Linked DNA regions of Mus musculus: all the other regions are linked to region 2. Evidence: chromatin contacts called from public Hi-C data. All regions are on one chromosome and are shown on one strand. The core of a region is the stretch at or near the end of the contact, and the rest is flanking DNA. Distances in the headings are between cores, read along the strand shown.

The links. A called contact is a pair of places that touch in the nucleus more often than the background predicts.
Region 1: a Hi-C map of B cells shows a contact between it and region 2, with 10 read pairs. The contact joins the promoter of Cstf1 here to the promoter of Zfp64 in region 2. A contact is called at or near these places in 2 of 484 Hi-C or Micro-C datasets (B cells and the G1E-ER4 cell line).
Region 3: a Hi-C map of the G1E-ER4 cell line shows a contact between it and region 2, with 2.8 times the contacts expected there. The contact joins the promoter of Rtf2 here to the promoter of Zfp64 in region 2. A contact is called at or near these places in 2 of 484 Hi-C or Micro-C datasets (CD4 T cells and the G1E-ER4 cell line).
Region 4: a Hi-C map of the G1E-ER4 cell line shows a contact between it and region 2, with 4 times the contacts expected there. The contact joins the promoter of Rbm38 here to the promoter of Zfp64 in region 2.

The regions. Positions count from the first base shown.
Region 1 is chr2:172,369,747-172,372,446 of GRCm38.p6, reverse strand. Cstf1 (cleavage stimulation factor, 3' pre-RNA, subunit 1) reads right to left here and starts at 1,444. Exons shown (of 6, transcript NM_024199.2): 1 at 1,420-1,444. It overlaps Aurka (aurora kinase A), which reads left to right and starts at 1,877. Exons shown (of 9, transcript NM_001291185.1): 1 at 1,877-1,974.
Region 2 is chr2:168,954,183-168,956,882 of GRCm38.p6, reverse strand. It overlaps Zfp64 (zinc finger protein 64), which reads left to right and starts at 1,296. Exons shown (of 6, transcript NM_009564.2): 1 at 1,296-1,764. The coding sequence starts at 1,719. It overlaps Gm39993 (a long non-coding RNA gene), which reads right to left and starts at 800. Exons shown (of 2, transcript XR_867023.3): 1 at 237-800.
Region 3 is chr2:172,439,239-172,441,938 of GRCm38.p6, reverse strand. It overlaps Rtf2 (replication termination factor 2), which reads right to left and starts at 1,361. Exons shown (of 9, transcript NM_025542.2): 1 at 1,200-1,361. The coding sequence starts at 1,268.
Region 4 is chr2:173,020,627-173,023,326 of GRCm38.p6, reverse strand. Rbm38 (RNA binding motif protein 38) reads right to left here and starts at 1,425. Exons shown (of 4, transcript NM_019547.2): 1 at 1,057-1,425; 2 at 412-535. The coding sequence starts at 1,287.

The DNA.
Region 1 (2,700 bases), core at 195-2,694, 3.4 Mb before region 2:
CACAAATACATCATAAAAAACAAATAAGGATAACAGAATGAAAAAATAAGCTAAGTTCAATGCTTTGGGAAGATCCTAAGTTAAACTGCTTAATAAAAATGTGTCAAGCACATGCCCCATGTCTTTATTCCCAGCACTTGGGATGCAGAGGCAGGCAGATCCCTGTGATATTGAGACCAGCCTTGTCTATAGATCCCTATCACAGGCCAGCCAGGACTACATAGTGGGACCCTATCACAAACAAAAAAATGATTACCATCAAAACAAATAAATGTAAAAATCCAAACACATTATACTCTTAAGATCTAAGCTCTCCAAACAAAACTGATTTCTTAATCAACCTGGGTGGGTAATTTGATAAGTATGTGTGTGGTTAGATGTTTGACTATAGGAGTCTGGAGACATCAAGCAAGAAGGTAGCCTGGAGAAACAGCCAAGAGTTACAATGCTTGCTGACAGACACCCCGGGCTCAGTTTTAAACCAAATGACTAGCAAGGCCACACAGCATAGTACTGACCAGAGTTCTTAACAATAATAACACCATGCAGGTCCTACTGGCAGATGCGGTGCCAAGCACCTAATTAGCATCCAATCACTAAACGAAGCTATTCAATATATTCGTGTTCATTAGAAAGAAATGGGGGCTGGAAAGATGGCTCAGTGGTTAAGAGCACTGTCTGCTCTTCCAAAGGACCTGGGTTCAATTCCCATGGCGGCTTACAACTGTCTCTAACTCCAGTTCCAAGGGGCCTGCCACCTAGACACCAATGCATGTAAAATAAAGCTAAATAAGTTTTTTTTTAAAAAGAAAGAAATGAATACAAATCTACCCCTGCATAAGATATTGGGACACAACAGAGGGTGAAATGTGTTCTAAGAATCTAGGGCACCCGTTCAAGTTAAGCCCTCCCCTTCCCCTCAAAGTTGAGGGGGAGCCTGCACACTCCAGAGCCCAGAACTTAACCATTTGACCTATCATCTTTACTCCTGTCAGGAAACATCTGGGGTTGTATCACGACATTTAAAGAAAACGGGGGTGGGAGAAGGAGGTTGAGCCTTTACTTAACTCCCCGCTTAACTTCCAATGGGACACAGATAACTTATATCCTTCCCGGAGGGGACACCGAGGCACGAGACCGGAGGAGCTCGCCCCCGGAAAGCTAACACCGGGGAATGCAGGGGGCCCAAAGCGAAGCCGCGCGACCACTTCTGCTCAGGGCGGAATTCCGGCTTGGACCCACCGGGACCGAGGCCCTTTGAGAGCCGGGGTGCAGGCCGGGCCGGCCAACTCTAGGACACGGACTTGGGGCGAGCGGCCTCCTGCCATCCTCTCCGTTAGCCCCGGTCCTTCACGTGATCCACTACAGACCCTAGCCAACCACACTAGCCCGCTTCCTTACGCCCCCTTGACCCCGTACCCGCAGATCAGGGTCTCGGTCTCCCGCTCTCTTCTAGAAAAATGGAGGAGCGAATCGTGCCCGATCGATCGCTCGGAGTGCACACCCAGTGCGCACGTGCAAAGGGCATGCAGCCGAGCGCCGAGCATCCCTGCTCCCTCGCAAGTCTGCCCTTCTCGCCATCTTACTCACTGGCACGTTCGAGACGCTCATTCACCGTCTCCGAACTAATCACCTCCGCGACTGCCTTGAATCCAAAGGGCTGTGTGTGACTGGCGAACGCCTGATCCTGGGGAGCACGGCGGGCGATAGAACGGCCGCAGATCGGACGGGCCGTTGGTGCACCACTTCCGGGCTCCGACAGCTCAGTGCGCCTGCGCCCAGCTACGGCAGGGAACGAGCTTCCCATAGTCGCGTTTACGGTGAGCCAATCACAGAACGGCATTGCTCCGGCTCTAGCCAATCAGCTCTTGGAGTAGAGGGTTTGACTCCTATTTTAAAAGGAGAACCTTTGAATTGTAACGGCTGAGCTACCGGGATCGCTTGGAGGCTTCGGTCGGGAGCAGGTTCCTGCCTGTGAGTTGGAAAGGGACATGGCTGTTGAGGGCGAGCCTGGATGCTGCAAACGGATAGGGAAGGCTGTGTGGCGTCGGGGTAATGGACTGTCTCAGTGGGTTTGCATTCTGTTTAAGAAAGGTCCAGACGTTTAAGATTTCCCGGCTTGGTTTTAGGTTCTTGTGGGAATGGGGATCCAGACCATCAGCTAACCGAGTAATTTGCAAACCGATGGTGGATGCGGGAACTGCGGCTTATTGGGGACTGCTTCGGGTGGAGAATCAGAGTCTAAGTCGACTCGACGAGTCTGTGGATGAACGGGAGTTCCCTCGTAGAGTGCCCAGGACTGGTGCTGCTCTTCCCGCAGCCTTCTGAGCAGTTTATGTCGGGACTACTTGAGGGTCTGTTTCAAAGCGCAGACCCGCTAAAGCTCAGTTTGTAGAATATTCCAGAAGTTTTAGGATTGAACACTGCCTTCGTGGTGGCCGCCGCTGTTTATTCCAACAGTAAGGTGGTGGAGGCAGGATCAAGTCAAAGGTCATCCTCAGCTACACAGTAGGTCCGAAAAACCAGCCTAAATTACATCCACATACGTCCCTACCTCAACACCTCCATCCCCACCACACACACACACACACACACACACACACACACACACACACCTAAATGTGTGGTTGCTTACATCAGCAGTCTGAGGCAGGAGGTTAGCCTTCGATTTAAGGCCAGCCACAGCTAATAAGTGAGAGC
Region 2 (2,700 bases), core at 47-2,546:
CCTTTTTTCATATCATCCTCTTTGGTGTGACAAACTGTCTTATGGCACCTGGGACACGTTCCCTAGACTGCAACAAAACCGTAACCTTGCTACCTCATCTCAGCCCCAGTGCCTGCCCGTTCATATCCCCTCGATTCTTTGTGGCACTCTGGCCTACCACCCTAGTTGGTCAGGAGTTTGCATGCTAATATTTCTCTTCCCCAAGTTGGGGGTGACACACGGAGAAGAGCTCTTACCAATTCCTGTTGCACGCAATAGCTGCCAGACATGATGAAAGGGCAGTTCAAATCTTGCCCCTCCTGGCTGTCATCGAACCCTCTTTTATCAATTTCTTCTCCTCTGGCATTTCTTCAACAACAAACTCAAAAAACTCTCTAATCAAACAACTAATTTACTGTTACGGGACTACGGGCTGCTAGCCACAAAGCCTGAGTCTCATGGTTACGGAGTGTGCCCTGATGGTGAGGATCAGCAATGCCCGAACATGCGACAACCCCGGACAACAGGAAATAGTCCAAATTGCTCTCCGGCCTCAACATCACCCCTTCTTAGTTCCTCCTCTTTTATATTGAACGAAAGGGAGGGATGGTAGTTACTAGACATCTTCCACAACCTACCCAGGGACCCTGAGACGGCAATTACGTCATCAGTAGGAGCCAAGTTGAGCCACATTCCTCCCCTGCGCATGTGCTATAGTCCCTAAAAGGCGGACTTTCTTCCCGCCTCTTTTTGATCAACGCCCTTGCTCACCTCCACCCTTCCCAGAGGCAGCCACTCTAAGCCCCTCCCCAATAAACCTCTCAGAGTCTGACCCTTGGAGTGACTTTGTGGCTTAGATCATAACAGGAAATAAAAAGGGGCTGTGGAACCTTCTGGGTAAGCTCAAGGTTAGAGCTAAGGTCAGTTCTTCAGTGCAGGATTCTCGGGGAAGAGTTGCAAATAGTTGTGAGTCACCTAATGTGGGCGCTGGGATTCGTTGCAAGAGCAGCACAGACTCTTAGCCACTATGCCTTCTTTCCAGTTCACCATCCCCAAGCAATTCTAACAAACCCTCCATGCTGCGTGAAATACTGAAGCCCCCGTGGAGCAGAGCCCCAATGAATTCTCCCATCTACTACACACTAATCTCTTTTTTTTTTTTTTTTAAGTTACTTATATTGTACATGCAGATGCTTGAGTCTGTTTCCACCATGTGAGCTGGCTGGCAGGAAACCAGGCTTGGTGACGTGTGCCCTACCCCTGCTGAGCCATCTCACCGGCTCAACCCAGCAGCAGGGCAAAGGCCCCGCCCCGGTGTTACGCTGCCGGATCTGCCCTAGGGGAGCACCCCGGGATTTGGGGCTCCACTCTCCCAGGCCGGCAGCGCATCCTCCTGGCATCTGCGAAGGAATGAGCGTCTCCAGGAGGGCAAGATGCAAAGGCGCAAGGCGACCACAGAGTCCCTGGCATGCCTGGGATAGGGTGGAGGGATCGGTGTACTCGGGTCTTAGACTCCACGACCTTTCCCGGTTCCTCGGGAGAGCACCGCCTGGGAGTCGGGCTGGGTGCAAGGGGCCAGCGCCCTCTAGGCAGCGGAAGTGGCGCTGGTTGTACATCCGTCCCCGCCTCACAGAGTTGGGAGAAGACTGGCTGGTGCGGGAAATATGCAGGAGAAAAGTCTTTGCATAATGTAGAGCGAGCCGTGGGGCTCCGGGAGCGGCGCCCCAAGGTCTGGGGCCATGAACGCGAGCGTGGAAGGAGACACCTTTTCTGGATCGATGCAAAGTAAGTACTGAACAGACGCAGCTGGGGCCTGGCCCGGACAGAGCCAGCAGGCCCCGGGATCGGGGTGACGGCGCACCTTGCATGCCTGTCCCCGCCAGCCCAGTCGGCGTGTCAGGTCGGGAGCCGCCTGGAACTCTTGCAGTACCCCAGGGGAGGCAAGACCAGGGGAGGCCACGCGGCGAGGAGACTGTCACCACCTCCCCTGCCCCGCCGGGTGGAGTTTGGGGCGCAGAGGAGAGGAGAAAGTGGGGTGATCCAGGCCAACTGGTAGGGAAACTTCTGCTTCAGTGGCTCAGGTTGGAGCATCCCTGAGGGGCTCGCGGACAGGTTTGCAGAGCCATCCTGGCACTCAGGGTAGGGGATGATATGGGTGTGAAAGACCTGGCTGGGGGTGACTTGCAGTGAGTTTGAGGTTCTGCTATTTTCCTGACATCCTATAAGCTATTGCTATCTCCATGTGCCTTTGTTCCCCAAAGTACGGGCCACGGACTGAACCGTGGACCGGCCACCTGGAGCGCATGTGTTCAAAACAGGCTGCTTGGTCCATCCCCTGCAGGTCTCCGAGGGAGGGTGGGGCCGGAATCCCAGGTCTTTCCTTGTGCCTGGAGCCTCAGATGTTTGAAAAGCTGTGGACAAGGTTCGCAAACACCTGAGTCACTTTGCTAACTGCAGATATTATAGCCATTGGCTCCCCAAACTTGCCTGAGTGTCCTCTGAACTCTAAACCCAGTCCCCACCCACCCCATGTGTCTCAGTGTCTTCCAGTGCTGTGGACTTCGGGTTGTGTTTTAAAGAGGGACGACCCCACCAGATGACTTACTCTGGAATGGGAAATCAGTCCCCACATCAGAGAATTTATCTATAAGGATCCTAAGGAGAGATCTGTCTTTGTTTTGTTGTTGTTGTTGTTGTTTGGTTTTGTTTTTTGGTTATTCG
Region 3 (2,700 bases), core at 112-2,611, 3.5 Mb before region 2:
GTATCTAGAACAGAGTGAAAGAGCTAAAGAGGGGCAGAAGAGAGGGCAAAAAGACAAGCAGAGGTTTGTTCACACAGGACCCAATGGAGTTTATTAGGGATGTGTCAGGAAGTTATGCAGTGTCTTAAGTACAACACTGGATGGGATTCACCTCCCATCCCAAAGTTCTCTGAATGTTGGATCAGGAAACATGATCCTCCCCGTGCTGGGAACTGTATCGGGGGCATTCTCTCCCCGTGCTGGGAACTGTATCGGGGGCATTCTGTGCCTTCTATTATTAAACAGTCATCATCAACACTAGCTTTGAAATGCACATAAATGGATGGGGACAGTGGTTCATGACTCTAGGCCACGTCAGTGGTGTTAACTAACTTTGCGGCATTCAATTTCCCATCCATTAAGTACACACTTTGCTCAATGTCTTGTAAGATTTACAGAATGCCCACGCATTTATTCAAAAATATTCACTGTGGCAGAAACTGTGCTAGTTCTGGAAGAAAAACAGTGCACAGAGTTCACCAGGAGGAGCTTGCAGTCACGTGACCATCAGCTGGGCTCAACCACCAATTCAGAGTGCTAAGAGCTGATAATTAGTTTAAGAAGGGTGTGACTTCACAAAGGGGAATGGTTTGGGGAGACTTTAATACACAAAGCTCAGGCTGGAGAGATGGCTCCGTGGTTAAGCCTGTGTACTGCTCTTCCAAAGGATCCGCGTTTGGTTCTAACAGCCAAGATTAATGGCTCACAAAAACCTGTAGCTCTAGCTCCCGGGCGTCCGATGCTTTCTTCTGGCCTCCTTGGATACCACACTCACACACAAAACATTTTTAAAAAAAGTATTATTCAAATACCAAGGCCTGTTGGCCAACACCTTTAATCCCAGTGCTCAGCAGGCAGAGGTGGGAGTCCCAGCCAGCCAGGGCCACACTGTGAGAGCCTTTCACAAAAACACACAAAGTCCATAAATAGCATCTATCACCGTGATCGTCGCTAGCTACAGATACGTTCCAGTCCTGGCTGGGCCACTAACTAGCTCTCCAGTCTCCGTCCCGTTCAACGTTAATGTTTCAAATCAACACAGCGTCTGTGGGGAGGATCCCAGTCTAACCGTACTGTTCAGTGCCTGCAAACAGTAAACCCTCCACAAGCGCTGTGACCACCGTTCATCCCGAGCCCCGCAGCCCGCAGTCCCCACTGACCTTCTCGACCTTCTTCGGCCCCTTCACCAGCTCGTGCCTCTTGGGGATGGTGCCTCCGTCGCAACCCATCCCAAAGCCGAAATCAGAAACCGTAGCAAAAACCAGAAGCCTTAGCAAAGACGAGAAGCCGTCGCTTCCGGGGTCTCTGGCGAAACCCTACCTACTTCCGGCGCTCCTTGATGACGCACACAACCAGCGCGCCGCGAAAGGGGCGGGGTCGCCGCGCGAGGCCTTGGTCCACACCAATTGTCTTGAAAATCTTGTCCGGGAGTTGGGCGTGGTTTCAGGGCGACGTGCTGGAGCATCCTTGGAGTGCGTCCACTTCCGGTCGTGGGCGGTCCCTGTTTTTTCCTCTGTGGTTCCGTAAGCTTGGGCCTGAGGGAGGACGGGAGAACATTTGTCGGGGTTGTCCCGAGGTCTGCGTCTCTGGCATTTTTGCAGACCAGTAGTGCTGTAAGTCTAAGGAGGAGATGGCCGGAATCTGTCTTCTCAGCTACCTCTCATGTATTTTAAATCCAGACTTAGAAAAGAAAAGACGTTGTGGGTGCTAGAGGGATGGCTCAGTGGTTAAGATCACTGACTGCTCTTCAGAAGTTCTGAGTTCCATTCCCAGCAACCACATGGTGGCTCACAACCATCTATAATGATATCTGATGCCCTCTTCTGGTGTGTTTGAAGACAGCTACAGTGTACTCAAATACATAAAATTAAAAAAAAAAAAAAAAAAAAGACGTGGTGGGTGGGCCTGCTTGTGCGCTACCTAACTGCAGATGCCTGTCGAGGCCTGAAGAGGGTGTTCTATCTTCCTGGGACTGGAGTTGATATGGTTGTGAGCTGCTGGGGTTCTGGGAATCCATCCTGTGCTTACTCAAAGAACAGCAAGCATTCTTAGCCACTGAGCGCCTCTCCACCCTGTATCCAGATGTATTTTGGGCAGAAGCTAGGGCTACAGTGTCTCCAACAAGCTTAGAGTAGCCACTCATCCCATTGTACCAGCTACAGAGATTAGTGCAGACAGAGAAAGGGGAGGGTGATCATATTGGGAAGAGAACAAATAAGGGGTTCAGTGACCCCCTAGTCTGCCTTTGGGGTACTAACATGAGCTGTAGGCCCAGAGGAACAACAGGGGCAAATGGTATGCATAAGTGAGCAGTCCTGGGATAAGTATGGCCTCCTTCATTTCTGTGTCTACACCAGTCCTGCAAGGTGGCCATTCTGAAGCCCACACTGCTTAAAGTGACCAGATAGTCTCAGATGACCATCTTTTCTGCCTTTTCACCCTCACTTAGGGGAGTGCTGTGTCCTCTGGGACTCCAATGCTCCTGGGATCCTAGGTGGTTGCAGGCCTAAGAAGTGACTTACTGTGCCTTCAGCTTTATGACACTAAACACCCTCAACTTGTCGATGGCTCTTTCAAGGGAGAGAGTCACACGTAGGTGTCTTAACAGTAGTTCTGCATCTGATTTTGTGGCTTCTGAAATTTCATAGCTCAAAGGATGCA
Region 4 (2,700 bases), core at 176-2,675, 4.1 Mb before region 2:
CTAAAACAAGAGAGCAGTTAGGAACAGCACACTGCATGGGTAAGGTCCCAGGGCCACACACAGGGAGGGCAAATAACACGCGCCACTCTCCTGGTCAAAGCACATTAAGTCCACAGGCTGTACCAGCTTTTCGGGATGATCCCCTGCCTGGTCGGCATCTGACTTCTTCCCTCCCCAAGAGTAGGAGACTTTGGAAAAAAAAAATCATTATCCCTGGGACCATAAACTGCCGAGAAAGAGGAGCAAGCTCCCAAGCCAGGGGTGGTTGCCCTGGGCTGCCTCTGCAGGCACATGATTGCTGGCTGCCACTCGGGGACAAAGGGGGAGCGGGGGCAGCGTTTTTCCATCAGACAGATACCAAAGCTGAATATAGAAACAAGGAGGGCTGGAAAGAAAACTCAAAGCTCTTACCCGTCTGTAAGCTCCTAGGCTTGGCACCCAGGTAGGCCAGGTTCACATTGGCCTTGCGACCATCGATGATAGGGTTAGGGTCTTTGCAAGCCCTATCAGCCGCTGCCCGATCTGCCATGGTCACCTGCAGGAACACAGAGGGTCAGGGGCTTTGGTGGCTGGCTGAGGAAAACAAGGCAGAGAAGGGAAGGGGGTTTTGCCCGGGCATCGGGCCATCTCTGGGTCTTTCCTCCCAGAAGAGTATCTGGTATTTAGGACCCTTGGGGCACTGTCTTCTCTGCCTCCAGGGCTGCAGCTCCTTCCCCAAAGTTCAAGTGCGGAGTGCCTTCAAGGACAGCGACAATCCCCTAGGAAGTGGAGTAAAGGGAACCTCAAGGGGAGTCCTCCCCACCCCCCCGCTGTCCAGGCCATCAGTAAGTACCGTTAACTTTCTCAGAGAATTAGTTTGGGGACACTAGAGTGGAAGGAAGTGGGAAACCGTCTTCAAGTCGCTGGCGCTAACAGCTTACGCTTCTTTGGGGCAGCTGGAAAGTGTGGGGGAAGGGCCGACGGCCCCGGGAAGCCCCGGAGTCCCGGCTGCGCGCGGCGGGTCTGGGAGGCGGTGGGGGAGGGGCGGCGGCAGGTGCGCGCGCCGCGGGCACTCACGAAGCCGTAGCCGCGGGACTTGCCGGTCTGGCGGTCGGTGATGACCACGGCCTCCTCGATGTCTCCGAAGCCCTCGAAGTACTTTCTGAGCGATGCGTCGGTGGTGTGGTAGGGCAGGCCGCCCACGAAGATCTTGGTGAACGTGGTGTCCTTCTGTGAGCCGTGCATGGCGCTGGGGGCGGCGGACGGCCGCGGAAACACACTCGGGGAGCACGCGGGCTGCAGCAGCATCGGGGCCGCCGCTACCGAGCCGGCCGGCGCATGCGGGGGTGTCCCAGGCCGAATCCGAGTTCCCCACGCTGTCCCGCGCCGCTTCTCCGTCCGCCGCGAAGCGTCTACTCCGCGCCCTGCGAGCTGCCGGCCGCCTTTGTAGCCGGCCACGCCCCGCGGTCACGCCCCTCTCGTTTAAGACACGCCTTTGGAAGCGGGGGCCGCCGGGAATTGTAGTTCTAAGTACGTCCCGCGTGCCAGGACGCGGGTCCGGCGAATGAGGTGACTTAGCCCCTAGGTGCTCGCCGGTATCAGCTTGTCTGTCTCGCGGGGCGCACGGTCCGGTATATTCCAAGCGTTGCTTGATTCAGTGGTTTACACCCGAGCGACTAGGGGTGCAAACGTACTTGTTAAAAGGTCCGAAAAAAAAAAAAAAAAAGGTCCGAAGGAGTGCCTCAGCTACTCATTCGCGAACCCTTGTGGTTTGATCTCCCCATCACAAAAACCTGGCTGGTGACACACACCTGTAAACCCAACACTCAAGAAAGAGAGTCAGTTCAAGGCCACCCTTGGCTATATACTAAGTTTGAGGCCAGCTGGACTAAATCATACCCTGTCTCCAAAAAATAAAAAATAAAAATAAAGGGCAAAGTGAATTTGCCATGTTTATAAAAATAATTCACACGCACACCATAATACATCACACGTACTTTGGCGGTCCTGTGGTGTCAGGGATTCTCTGCTGGGACTTCAACAATGGCATACCCCGGGACACTAGGTAGTCTGTGAAAATGAGGGCTAATCGATAGTGAATACACCTTTTACAGTCTTGTAGAAAGCTAAGAGCTTTCTACTTTCTACTTTCTACTGTGAGGAAGAACAAAGGCGGCTGGGCTCCCATGTCACTGACATGGGACCGCCTGTGGGGTCACCCTTAGCAGGAGAACAAGCAGAAGGCATGACATGGCCTGTGTAGAACGTGGGCCAAGGCTGGGACCATGATGCCAGTCTGCAGAACTCTTCCCCACCAGCGCAAATGCAAACGTGGGGCCCTTGTTAGAGACAGAAATTTCAAACAGCCGAGTGGAATACACCGGTGATCCTAATACTGAGGAGTTGGGAGGGTGGGAGGGTTCCGGGTCCATACCCTGCTACACAGAAAGTCAGAAGCTAGCCTGTATGATGGGAAACCATAAAATAGAAAGAAGAAAATGGGAATTTCAGCACAGAAGCAGGCACGATGCTTTAGCCTCCGGGCCAGGAAGCAGCCCTGATCCTGCGTCCCTCATGTCCCCATTCCTGGTTATCACACTGGGACCTGAAGACCTACAGCTTTTAGTGGGGCTAAAACTGGCCTGGCCCCACTGGTCAAGGCGGACAGTAAGGCAGGCAGCCTCTGGGCAGGTTCAGCCCCAGTCAGTCTAGTCCCCTTCA